Linked DNA regions of Mus musculus: regions 2, 3 and 4 are each linked to region 1. A link is a contact called in public Hi-C, HiChIP or PLAC-seq and promoter capture Hi-C data. All regions are on one chromosome and are shown on one strand. The core of a region is the stretch at or near the end of the contact, and the rest is flanking DNA. Distances in the headings are between cores, read along the strand shown. Region 1 overlaps Igf2bp2 (insulin-like growth factor 2 mRNA binding protein 2). Region 2 overlaps Vps8 (VPS8 CORVET complex subunit). Region 3 has its middle 22 kb from the start of Etv5. Region 4 has its middle 21 kb from the start of 1300002E11Rik.

The links. Hi-C and Micro-C count contacts between places; a contact is called where the count stands out from the background. HiChIP or PLAC-seq counts read pairs in DNA pulled down with a chosen protein or histone mark. Capture Hi-C pulls out chosen DNA fragments and counts their contacts.
Region 2: an H3K27ac HiChIP or PLAC-seq map of microglia shows a contact between it and region 1, with 5 times the contacts expected there. The contact joins two enhancer-like sites. A contact is called at or near these places in 1 of 484 Hi-C or Micro-C datasets (embryonic stem cells) and 1 of 115 datasets of contacts at active chromatin or transcription factors (microglia).
Region 3: a Hi-C map of bone marrow-derived macrophages shows a contact between it and region 1, with 5 times the contacts expected there. The contact joins two enhancer-like sites. A contact is called at or near these places in 1 of 484 Hi-C or Micro-C datasets (bone marrow-derived macrophages), 1 of 115 datasets of contacts at active chromatin or transcription factors (CD8 T cells) and 1 of 9 other capture datasets (adipose tissue).
Region 4: a promoter capture Hi-C map of adipose tissue shows a contact between it and region 1. The contact joins two enhancer-like sites. A contact is called at or near these places in 1 of 484 Hi-C or Micro-C datasets (pro-B cells), 5 of 115 datasets of contacts at active chromatin or transcription factors (bone marrow-derived macrophages, differentiating embryonic stem cells, embryonic stem cells and 1 more) and 3 of 9 other capture datasets (adipose tissue, embryonic stem cells and liver).

What each region holds. Positions count from the first base shown.
Region 1 is chr16:22,118,383-22,121,051 of GRCm38.p6, forward strand. All of the region lies in intron 2 of Igf2bp2 (insulin-like growth factor 2 mRNA binding protein 2), which reads right to left. Among named protein-coding and RNA genes, the nearest start is that of Igf2bp2, 44 kb to the right of the region's middle. Within about 2 kb of position 1,324, at least 116 of the 459 cell types and tissues checked have an H3K27ac peak or open chromatin away from gene starts, as enhancers often do. A contact at or near this core is called in CD8 T cells, adipose tissue, bone marrow-derived macrophages and 1 more, where this site is marked.
Region 2 is chr16:21,634,730-21,637,398 of GRCm38.p6, forward strand. The region is part of intron 45 of Vps8 (VPS8 CORVET complex subunit); the gene reads left to right. Among named protein-coding and RNA genes, the nearest start is that of 2510009E07Rik, 59 kb to the right of the region's middle. Within about 2 kb of position 1,307, at least 38 of the 459 cell types and tissues checked have an H3K27ac peak or open chromatin away from gene starts, as enhancers often do. A contact at or near this core is called in microglia, where this site is marked.
Region 3 is chr16:22,460,036-22,462,704 of GRCm38.p6, forward strand. No RefSeq gene overlaps it. Among named protein-coding and RNA genes, the nearest start is that of Etv5, 22 kb to the left of the region's middle. Within about 2 kb of position 1,361, at least 25 of the 459 cell types and tissues checked have an H3K27ac peak or open chromatin away from gene starts, as enhancers often do. A contact at or near this core is called in CD8 T cells and bone marrow-derived macrophages, where this site is marked.
Region 4 is chr16:21,813,766-21,816,434 of GRCm38.p6, forward strand. No RefSeq gene overlaps it. Among named protein-coding and RNA genes, the nearest start is that of 1300002E11Rik, 21 kb to the left of the region's middle. Within about 2 kb of position 1,371, at least 65 of the 459 cell types and tissues checked have an H3K27ac peak or open chromatin away from gene starts, as enhancers often do. A contact at or near this core is called in adipose tissue and bone marrow-derived macrophages, where this site is marked.

The DNA of each region.
Region 1 (2,669 bases), core at 74-2,573:
CTAAGCTGTATTCACTGAGCAGCTCTGAGTGGCTTGTGGACACCCTGCTTGCTTCCCTTGAGACCTGCCCACTACATGAACCTAGGCTATCAGTCTTAAAGAAAAAAAAAAAAAAAATCCTATTGATCAAGCAATTGAAACAGACTGAAAAATGTAACATAGACAAGTTATTAGCAGGAAAAGCCTCAATCATTTAAATATCATCCTTGGTGTTTTGGCAGGCTTCTGTCTTCTCTCAATGTAGGGAGCTAAGAGAGGCCTCTAAGCGGTAAGGACTCTAAGCAGGGCCTCAGCTCCAGTGCCTGACTTACTGCACACCCCAGGGACAAAGTAGACTTTCAGAAAATGGAACAACCATGTGAGGTCTCCATTCACATCTGTAGCAACTTCTGCTGCTGGGTTCATAGCTAGGACCTGGTTATTTCATTCAGGTATATAAATACCTGTAACTCTTGAACAATTCAGATCTCAAGTATGTGGAGGGTGTGATCTCGGAGCACCCATAGTTCGCCAGGAGGTGGCTCTGTCTTGGGAGGTCTACAACACAGGCCCGGAAGTGGTTTTCTGCAGACCACGTTCACCATGATTCCCAGAAGGAAGATCCCTAAAAATAGGTAGTGACCGCCTCTCCTGTGTGTCATTATGTTACGATAAAGCAGCTGACATGACAAGCCATTAGTCACAAGCCTTACTGACTCAGGTTCCAGCCTACACGAGGGGTGACCTGGGTTACAACTCACTGAGGGTTCTACTTGACAGGTCTCACAGTGCTACCCGGAGACGGTGTGGCTGTACTGGCAGGAACTATCTATGTATGTCTCCCCTCCCACCATGAGGTGTCTACTCTTTGGCTTCCGGATCACTTGAGTCCAATGATTTATTTCTTCCCCCTCCTTCCCCTTGCTAATTTTAAACTCAAGTCCAAATTAATATTTTTTTGAGAGATAGCGTCATGCTGAGCCCCTCCTACGACTTCTCATGACCGAGGAATCAACTGCAGCACAAAACATCTTGTGGCGGCCTCAGAATAGAAAGCACACTTAGAGAGTTTTAGTTTCTTTTTTTGGCCCAAAGCTGCCAAAGCAGTGATTTGCTCTAACTTCTGCTCTAAACACACACGCTTCCCCCATTTAGCTATCTATTTAGTGATACAAGGGATACACACAAAATAAAATTGAGACACATATTCTTTGGACCGGTAAGCTCAAGTTTACGTGGCAGCAGTGGGAGAGGGGCTTGCTGTGGACACCAGTGAGAAGCAGCGAGCGCAGGTCAGCAGAGGAGCAGGCGAGGCATGGTGAGGCGAGGCGCGGCGAGGCGTGAGCACGTGAGCATGGCGAGGCGCACAGGCCCCCTCCCTGCTCGGGCTCTGACCACTCGCTTCCTTCCTGTTCTCTCTGCCCTCTTGTCAGTGTCCTAGATGCTGATGTATGATATGATGCACCATGCCCTCCTCACTGTGGGTGCCTGAAGGATAGGGACCCATGGAGAAGATGCTTCCAAAAGCAAGGAAGCATGGAGCAGGGCTGGGAGACTGGGGAAGCTGAGCCACGCTTCCCACAGTCGGGGCTTCAACAACAAGTTCACGGCCAGATCCTGATTTCACCCTTAACTTAAACTTGTTGACTATAGAAGTCCTGTGGAACCCGAGAACAGAAAACATGCTGGTTCTAGATTTCTAGACAGATGAGACTACAATGGTAACAGATCTCTTGGGTGAAATTCCTGTCCATCAGGAAGTGACGCTGTGAGCCTAAATGCAGACTATTCCTAAAGGCAGGCTCTTTGTAAGGAGCAACCGTAATGGGTACAGATACATGAGCTTCAGTTCTGTAAAAACATCACCTGCTTGCTCCACTTCTTCCCCCAAACCAAAGGCAGAGACACATGGAGAAAATGTGCATTTTGGGGGCTGGAGAGATGACTCAGCGGTTAAGAGCACCAACTTCTCTTCCAGAAGTCCTGAGTTCAATTCCCAGCAATCACATGGTGGCTCACAGCCATCTGTAATGGGATCTGATGCCTTCTTCTGGTGTGTCTGAAAAGAGTAAGAGTGTACTCATTTACATAAAATAAATAAATCTTAAAAGGAAGGAAGGAAGGAAGGAAGGAAGGAAGGAAGGAAGGAAGGAAGAAAGATGCAGGAAGGAAGGAAGAAAGATGCAGGCAAGGAAAGGAAAGGAAAGGAAAGGAAAGGAAAGGAAAGGAAAGGAAAGGAAAGGAAAGGAAAGGAAAGGAAAGGAAGATGCAGTTTCTTATAGTTGGGTAACGAACTTACTGTCCACAGCTGTTGACCACTGCAATGGGGCCCACATTTTCAGCTACTATCAAATAGGAGCTCTTATCAAGTGCAATTTAAATAGCAATAAACATCAAAATAATTCGTCTGTGTGGCTAATCAGATCTGCTCTGCCACTGTTCTCCTTTTATCTACTGATGGCTCCTCTTCTCCCATCAGACAGTCCTCTCTTTCACACTCTCTCTCTCTCTCTCTCTCTCTCTCACACACACACACACACTCTTATTCCTCTCCCCTTTCTTGTCCCTGGCTCTCCCCTCCAGTTAGACCCTTCTCTCTCCTTACACAGTCCCCCTTCCATGACCTTCCTATATTTTAGAGTCTAGCGTAGACATAGGAGAGAAAACCCCTGGTCTTTGTCTTTCTGAGC
Region 2 (2,669 bases), core at 57-2,556, 480 kb before region 1:
GTGTAGGCTTTTGAAATCTGAGAGTGCACCCCAGTGACACACCTTCTCCATGAATCCTAATCCTTCCCAAACTGTTCTACTAACTAGGGTCCAAGCATTCAAGTATATGAGCCTATGGGGCCATTCTCAGTCAATGATACCTTATTAAAAACCCCTTCTCTAGGTAGCTCCATATCCTTAAAGGCCTAATAGAGGAAGCAGACCTTGGCAAGGCCAGAGCGCGGTACTAGCCCTGACATCCCACCTGGGTATGCCACGTGACATGAAAAATGTCCTCCATGTACATGTGTGTATTACACACGTTTGTTGGACTGCCTTCAATTTACATTACTGTGTTTACGTAGAAAAATGTAAAGCATCCATCCAATCCAGTAAGATCTAAACACACCATGTATCCATATCAAGTACACTATGGTCTGGTTAAACAGTTTTTAAACTATTATTGGTTATTTTATCTATTTACATTTCAAATGTTATCCCCCTCCCCAGTTTACCCTCCACAAACCCCCTATCCCATCCTCCCTCCCCCCCTGCTTCTATGAGGGTGCTCCCCCAAACACCTACCCACTCCCACCTCACCGTCCTAGCATTTTCCAACTATGCTGGTGCATCGAGCCTCCACAGGACCAAGGGCCTCCCTTCCCATGGATGCCAGATAAAGCAGCCCTCTGTTACATATCCAGCTGGAGCCATGAGTACCCCATGTGTACTCTTTAGTTGGTGGTTTAGCCTCTGGGAACTCTGGGGGTGAGGGTCTGGTTGGTTGATATTGTTGATCTTCCTATGGAGTTGCAAACCCCTTCAACTCCTTCAGTCCTTCCCCTAACTCCTCCATCGGGGTCCCCATGCTCAGTCCAATGGATGGCTGTGAGCATCTGCATCTGTATTGGTCAGGCTCTGGCAGAGCCTCTTAGGAAACAGCCATATCAGGCTCCTGCCAGCAAGTGCTTCTTGGCATCGACAATAGTGTCTGGGTTTGGTGTCTGTAGATGGGATGGAGCCCTAGGTGGGGCAGTCTCTGGATGGCCTTTCCTACAGTCTCTACTGCACTCTTTGACCCTGCATTTCCTTTAGACAGGAGCAATTCTGGGTTAATGTTTTTGAGATGGGCAAGTGACCCCATCCCTCAACCAGGGGCCTGGTTAAACAGTCTTAACAAGGATTGCCAGGGTATGTATGAACCCCGCAAATGTTGAAAGCAACATGACTAGTTGAGTCACCATGGGAAAAACAAGCACTAATGAATTGGTCGGATACAGTTGAGCCAGGAGATGAAACACCTATAAGCTAAGAGTCACCCTCAGGACACCATGAGGAACAGTGTAGTCACCACCTGCTCAGCTGCCTGAGGTGCATGTCTTTAAGCCTCAGCCCATACCTGCTACCCAGAATCTGCTTTTATTACTAAATGCTTTTTAAAAGGGTCTCACCATGTATCCCAGACTAGCTAGAACCCCCGCATTCTGAGATTTCCATTGGAATCAGCATTTAACAACATCCGCTGGGTCGAAAATCATGGAATGGATCTTATTTGAGATTTCTGCACTTCTGACTCAGCCAGCAAACTCCCAAGGACAGGCCCTGGTATATCCCTGCCCAGAATAGCCCCACATGCTACCCAGTATTTCCCAAGGGCTTGATGATGCAGTTCTGTTTTTAGCAATAGCATTCTACTACCCTGTGGCATGGCCTTCACTTTCCTAAATTGAAGGACCTTAATTGCCTCCAAAAGATAGCTGCCGGGATAAACTGAGTAAATGAGAAAGGTCTAGATTTGAGAAAAACTGCATGTTTGTGAGAACTAATATGAAACCAAGCCAGTGTTTATCTCAGCTTACAGAAATAGCTGCCACCAAGTTCCTTCAGTCACTGTTTCTCTGGCAGCAGACCTTTAGTCTAAACAAGTCTAACCCAGCCTGGCACACACTGAACGTGGCTGCTCAGGAGACAGAGGTGGGCCTAATGTGGGCCAGTGTTGGCTTCACAGTGAGACCTAGTTGAAGTGGAGGGGGGGAATGGAAGAGGGAGGGAGGGAGGGAGGGAGGGAGGGAGGGAGGGAGGGAGGGAGGGAGGGAGGGAGGGAGGAAGGAAGGGGAAGACAATTAGTAAGAAAACTTAAGAGATCCCAGTGTCAAACACAGGTTTTCTAATTACGGGGTCTGGGGAATCTCAGTAATGTTCAGAAGTGGACAGCGCCATCAGCAACAGCCTTGTGTCTCTGCCATCACTTTCTGTCAGATATCTCATAGACTCGACATAGTCTCCTGAGATTGGATGCATGGCTTAATATCCCTTCCAGGTCAATGACAGGGGTCTCCTATAAGGGAACAGCTTTTCTTGTTCTCATTGCTCTGCCATCTGTTAATTTGACCTATGAAAGTCATTTTTTATTAAATGCTTCTTTGTGAATTTCCCATCATGCACCCCAATCCCACTCATCTCCCATCCCTCCATATCCACTCTCTGCCCTTGCAACCTCTCCCATAAATAAAAACAAAAATTAAATAAAGTTAAAAAAATAAAAAAATCTAATTGTGGAAGCCGCAGTATCACTGTGTGTTACACAGTACACCCTTTGTCCACACTTCTTTGCTTGCCAATGTTCATTGCAATGAGTCATTGGAAGCTCTGGCTTCCGTTACATTATCAATCCTGGGTCCTCACCGGGG
Region 3 (2,669 bases), core at 111-2,610, 340 kb after region 1:
TATCTATCTATGTATCTATGTATGTATCTATGTATGCATCTATGTATCTATCTATGTATCTATGTATGTATCTATGCATCTATGTATCTATGTATCTATCTATGTATCTATGTATGCATCTGTGTATCTATGTATCTATCTATGTATCTATGTATGCATCTATGTATCTAGCTATGTATCTATGTATCTATCTATCTCTATCTTCTATAATTTATCTATCATCTCTCTATCATCCATCTATCATCTATCAATTTATCTATCATATCTATCATCTATTATTTTCTTTCAAAAAGGAAACAAAAAAGAGGAAAGCAAAGCAAGTTCAGTTCTTATTAACAGTGCTTCTGTGTGCTTCTACAACAGAAAGCGTGGGCTTCATGGACCTTTATTGATCCCCACTTACATGGCAGAGTTGTAAAATTCCTTTCTCTTCTGCTGTCAAAGGTAAAAAGAAGTTCCATCTTTAGTTATCTTTCACCTTGTAATTCTTCCTAAAATTCCATTTTAAAAATAATTTTATGTTACAGAAAGGAAAATGCTCCGTCTCGTCCATCATCTAAATTATGATTTACCCAATAGGTTTTTTTTTTAATTATTTTATTTTATTTGTATTAGTACACTGTAGCTGTCTTCAGAAACACCAGATCCCTTTACAGATGGTTATGAGCCACCATGTGGTTGCTGGGATTTGAACTCAGGACCTCTGGAAGAGCAGTCAGTGCTCTTAACCACGGAGGCATCTCTCCAGCACCCCCAATAGGTTTTTAAAATGACACTTTGATTCTCTGTTCTTTTAATTATTGATCTCCAGAACTATTGATCTCCTTGTTTCTCCTGTCTTTGTCTTTACCTCGGTCTCTGCATCTTTTATACTGACCTTCAGTGTGGCATGAGCACTCTGATCTGGTTGAGTTCCTTACCATTCTTGGCTGTTTCCTTTCCTGGATTAGATTCTTAGCACAAAGTCCACAGGTGCCTAGGAGGATGGGCCTAAGAGGGAGGAGGAGAAGGTGAGTGTGGGCTCTCCTGCCCAGACTGTCCTGTGCCCACATACTCTAGATCTACAGAAGAGGAAGGAGAGAGGGTCATGTGTTCACGTCAGAAAGGAAGGATGCAACACACAGAGCTGATGTGGGGTAGTGAGTCACCATCACAGAGAAGCCCTAAGGAGCTCTCAGTGGTGCAGTCAGCAGGTTTTGAGGGTAGTTTCTGAGAAATTGGAGTCCTGGACTTACTACTGTGACATTTGCTGCTCCTAGTTTCCTCATTGTCAAGAGATAGACTCACCTTGTAAGGGCCTCAGGAAGTTCACAAGGAATAGACTTTGGACTAAATAGAAAAGGTTGTCTAGTAACAATTTCATGAATACCTAGACACTTCTATCAACCGACCCTCTCTCCATCCCTCCCTCCCTAGCTTCAGGACTTCAGTCCGTCCCTCCAGTTTTGGAGACATTACCCAGGCCGATTGTCTGAAAAGTCTAGTTCTTTCTCTCTTTGTATCATGAATCTGTATTTTAGTCTACTGATCTCTTCCCGCTTTGTAAGTTTACCTCTGCGTTATCTTTCCCTCTTCACGTCGAATCTGTATTTTAGTCTACTGATCTCTCCCTGCATTGTGAATTTACCTCTCCGTTGTCTTTTGCCCTCTATCATTTCCAATTCGATCTCCAAGAAGTAGATCACAAGTATTTATGCCCTTCTGCACACGCTGAATTTCATATTTTCTGAATCACAAAGCTGCCCTCCGTGTGACCCAGAAAGCCCTTTGATGATCCATATTTAGCTGTATCCATCACTCAACAGATGTCTGGGTAAAAGCCCCATGAGCTCGCTCTACATCCTGTGGTTTCAAGTTCCTGAGCTGTTGGTTAGAAAGCTTTCATCCTCCTGCCCCCCTCCCCATCCACTCCAGAACCAAAGGACAAATACCCACGTTAGCTGGTCACTTAGACATTGAAAACTATCCACTTGTTACCGACTGCAAGCTTGATGCTGAATGAGTTTCTCTTTGCTTCCAGATTTCATCCCTTGACACACTCACATACTCTACATTCTGATGACTCCGCTAGAATTACAACTCTCATTGCCTCCAGAGCTCCTAGCTACACTCTTCTTGGACCCCCCTTGAGACTTGGAGTCGTACTGGCAAGCAGTTCAGAGAAAAACAGGTTCACCACAGCTCTGTCTAAGTGACTCAGGCTGGCAGACGAGGCTCTGTCGTCCTGTACAACATATGAAGAAGGAGGTGGTAGCAATAGTAAAATGCCCAGTAAGTTAAATAGGACATTTCCCCAACCCCCTTGGCTTTCTGGATCCTTTCTTCCTTTAGAGATGCCCATGAGGAAAGAGTTTTCTCTGCTCTCTTATCACTTTGGATCTTCCGTCAGATCTCTTGGCATCTGAAAGGCAGCCTGCCATCCCATTTCCATGGAACACAGATGGCACAGCACACACCTACCACTAGTGAGGAGCACATGCAGAGCCTCTTTATTTTTTAAAGCTCCCTTAACAACCCAAGAATTATTTCCCATGCTGGCTGGTCACTGTTGACAGTGACACTTGGAGTCTAAAAAAGACTCTGATGTTCTCCACTCACAGAGCAGAACAAAAGGGTCCCACTCTGGAGAACCTGAAGACATTGAGGATTAAGGGATGACTTCCAGTTAG
Region 4 (2,669 bases), core at 121-2,620, 300 kb before region 1:
AGACCCCTTTGGTGTTGTTTCCTGTTCTTGGGATGTCCCTCCCTCATTCCACATGCCACTTCCTTTACTCTTTCAGGCCTTGACTCAAGTCACTTTCTTAGTGAAGTCTAGGTTAGCCTACTGTATAACCCCTTAGCCTCCCTTCCCCCACCGTGTGTAGGCTTTATCTAGGAAGGTTCTGCTTGCTATAGCGCTTTTGGGTTCATCTTTCCGGTGCCTCTGGTCTATAAAGCTTCTGCAGGGAAATCCACTGACCATGTTTAGGAGCTCTTGTGTATGTGACAGATTGATTTTCTCTTGACACAAGTTTTTCTTTGACTTTTGACAGTTCAGTTATATTTCTTTCTGTGGACTTCTTTGGGCTCATTAGTCAGAACACTTTGACCTCATTAAATTTAGATATGCAGGGGCGGCGAGATAGCTCAGTGGGTAAAGGTTCTGGCTGCAAAGCCTTATAACGCAATCAGTCCCCAGAACCTAGGTGGAGGAGAGTTGTTCTGTAATATTGTCACATGTGTATCATAGCACATACATACCTCTTCATACGCGGTAAATAGAGAGGTAATGAGGATGTAGAGGCCTGCTTCCCTTCACTCAGTCAGCAGGACTGGGGACGTGAGCGATGTCTGCCACCTTACACTGTCCCTCTCTTACACTGTAACTCTGTGTGTGTTGGCCATCTTAACAGTGTCTCAGGCCCTCGACTGTCACGTTTCCTTCTGTCCCTTCTACTTCATGATCTTAAATCGTCTGTCTTCGAGTTTACTGAGTTATTTGATCAAATGTAATGTTGAAAACCCATTGAGTTTTTCAGCTCAGTTACTGAGTTCTCCAGTTGTGTATTTTTTTCCTTTGGTTCTTTTATGTGATTTCTGACACCCTGTTGGTATTCTCTTGTTCCTGTATTACTTCTGTGATTTCACTGGCTATTTGTGTTGTGTCTTACAGTGCCTTCAGTTTCTTTAATACAATTTCTTTCTGTTCTTTCTCTGAATTCTTCAGCTTTGGTGTATACCCGGATTGTTTGTTTCGTTGTTAGTTTTGGTTTGCACAAAGTCTTACTCTGTAGACCAGGCTGGCTTCGTGCTTATGGCAGTCCTGCCTGAGCTTGCCCACTTGTTGAGTTTACACAAGGGAGCTGCCATGTCTGGGTAGGTTTCATTTCTGTGCTTCCTGTGACAGTTCCTCGTATTTGTTTCCTGTTAGACGTACCAAGAGAATAGACCTGCAGCCTCTTCTCCCAGTCATTTACGGACTAGATTCATACAGAGTGGATATTCACCCATCAGCCGAGATAGTTGAACCTCTCAAGTCTTTTATGGGTGCGTGGTCTCTGGACTGTGGGTTTATGTAATTCCATAATTGGAACACTTTTCCAGGAACTTGTAAGGGCTTCTTCCTCCCTCTGGTGTCTATTCTTGGTACTGCATACTCAGCACTATCCAGGCATCCAAAAATCCCACATTATCTCAGCACTTCCAAGTCAGGCTTGATAGAAACAGTCACTTAAAGCTTCTGAAAAGACGGGAAGTTAGACATACTTTCTTCTTTTCCCTTCTCCCCACAAGGAAGAAACTATGTATTTTACATTTCCAGCCGTGCTGGGAAGTGTACACTCAGCTACATGTCAGGTGCCTGGCTGCCTGTGGAGCTCTATGGCATCCAAATATGCAGTCCTACAAGAAAGTGAGCCCTTCAGATGTGTGTTACACTATAAATTGGGTATGACTCAGGTGAGCATAGCTGGGCTGGCCCTGGAAAAGGACACGTATCAGGGGAAATAAAATGCTTTTTACATCCGTGTGAAAGTGTCTGCGGTCTCAGCTCATAGAGACCAGCATCATATATTTCAGATACAGCTGCCAGCTCCAGATTGCTCAGCCGAGCAGCTGCAGCTTGTCATTGCCACAGATCCCTCCTCGGATCCATTAGGTTTGCTAGGGTTCACACAGAACCAGGAACTTACCTATGGATGGCTGACCGTAAAGGGAATTAGCAGGAAACGATGGAGAGGGACAGAGCAGGGCACGTGAGATGGGTGAGGGCTCTGCTCTCCAGGAATGGCCGTGGCTGAGCTGCCAGATGCTCCTTTGGGCTTTTGTGAGCGCTTCATTACCCAGCTGATTAACTGCCATGTTGCTTTATTTAACTCTTAGGTCCCCGTGTCCACCCAGCATCTGATGCTGCCCCTCAGTCTTGGTGGTGCTGGGCTCCCATTGGGTTTCCTAAGGTTACCAGCCATTGGCCAGCTCACTGACATAAAATATGTCTACCGCTGAAGACTGCAAGGATTTTAGGAAACAATTACACATTTTGAATTTCAAATTTTATTTTATTTTTAACCAAGAAGCTGAGAATAGGTGAGTAGACATAGAGATAAAAAACCTTGGAGAGAAGATGATTTGATTACCTATTTTTTTTCTTCTCTGTCCCAATTATTCCTTTGTTAATCTTACCTTTATTTGAAAGATCAGAGTTGCCTGTGCTTGTGGAGTTAGTACCCCATCCATTGTTCGTCAGTAAACTGGAGGCAGTAGGACCACTGAGAACCTGAGCAAGAAAGACAGCTGGTCGTCAAGACAGCCAGCAGTTAGTGCGATGTCATGCCTGACAAAGCACAGTCACAGTTAAGAGTCTGGACACTTCATTCCATGACATAGAACACATAT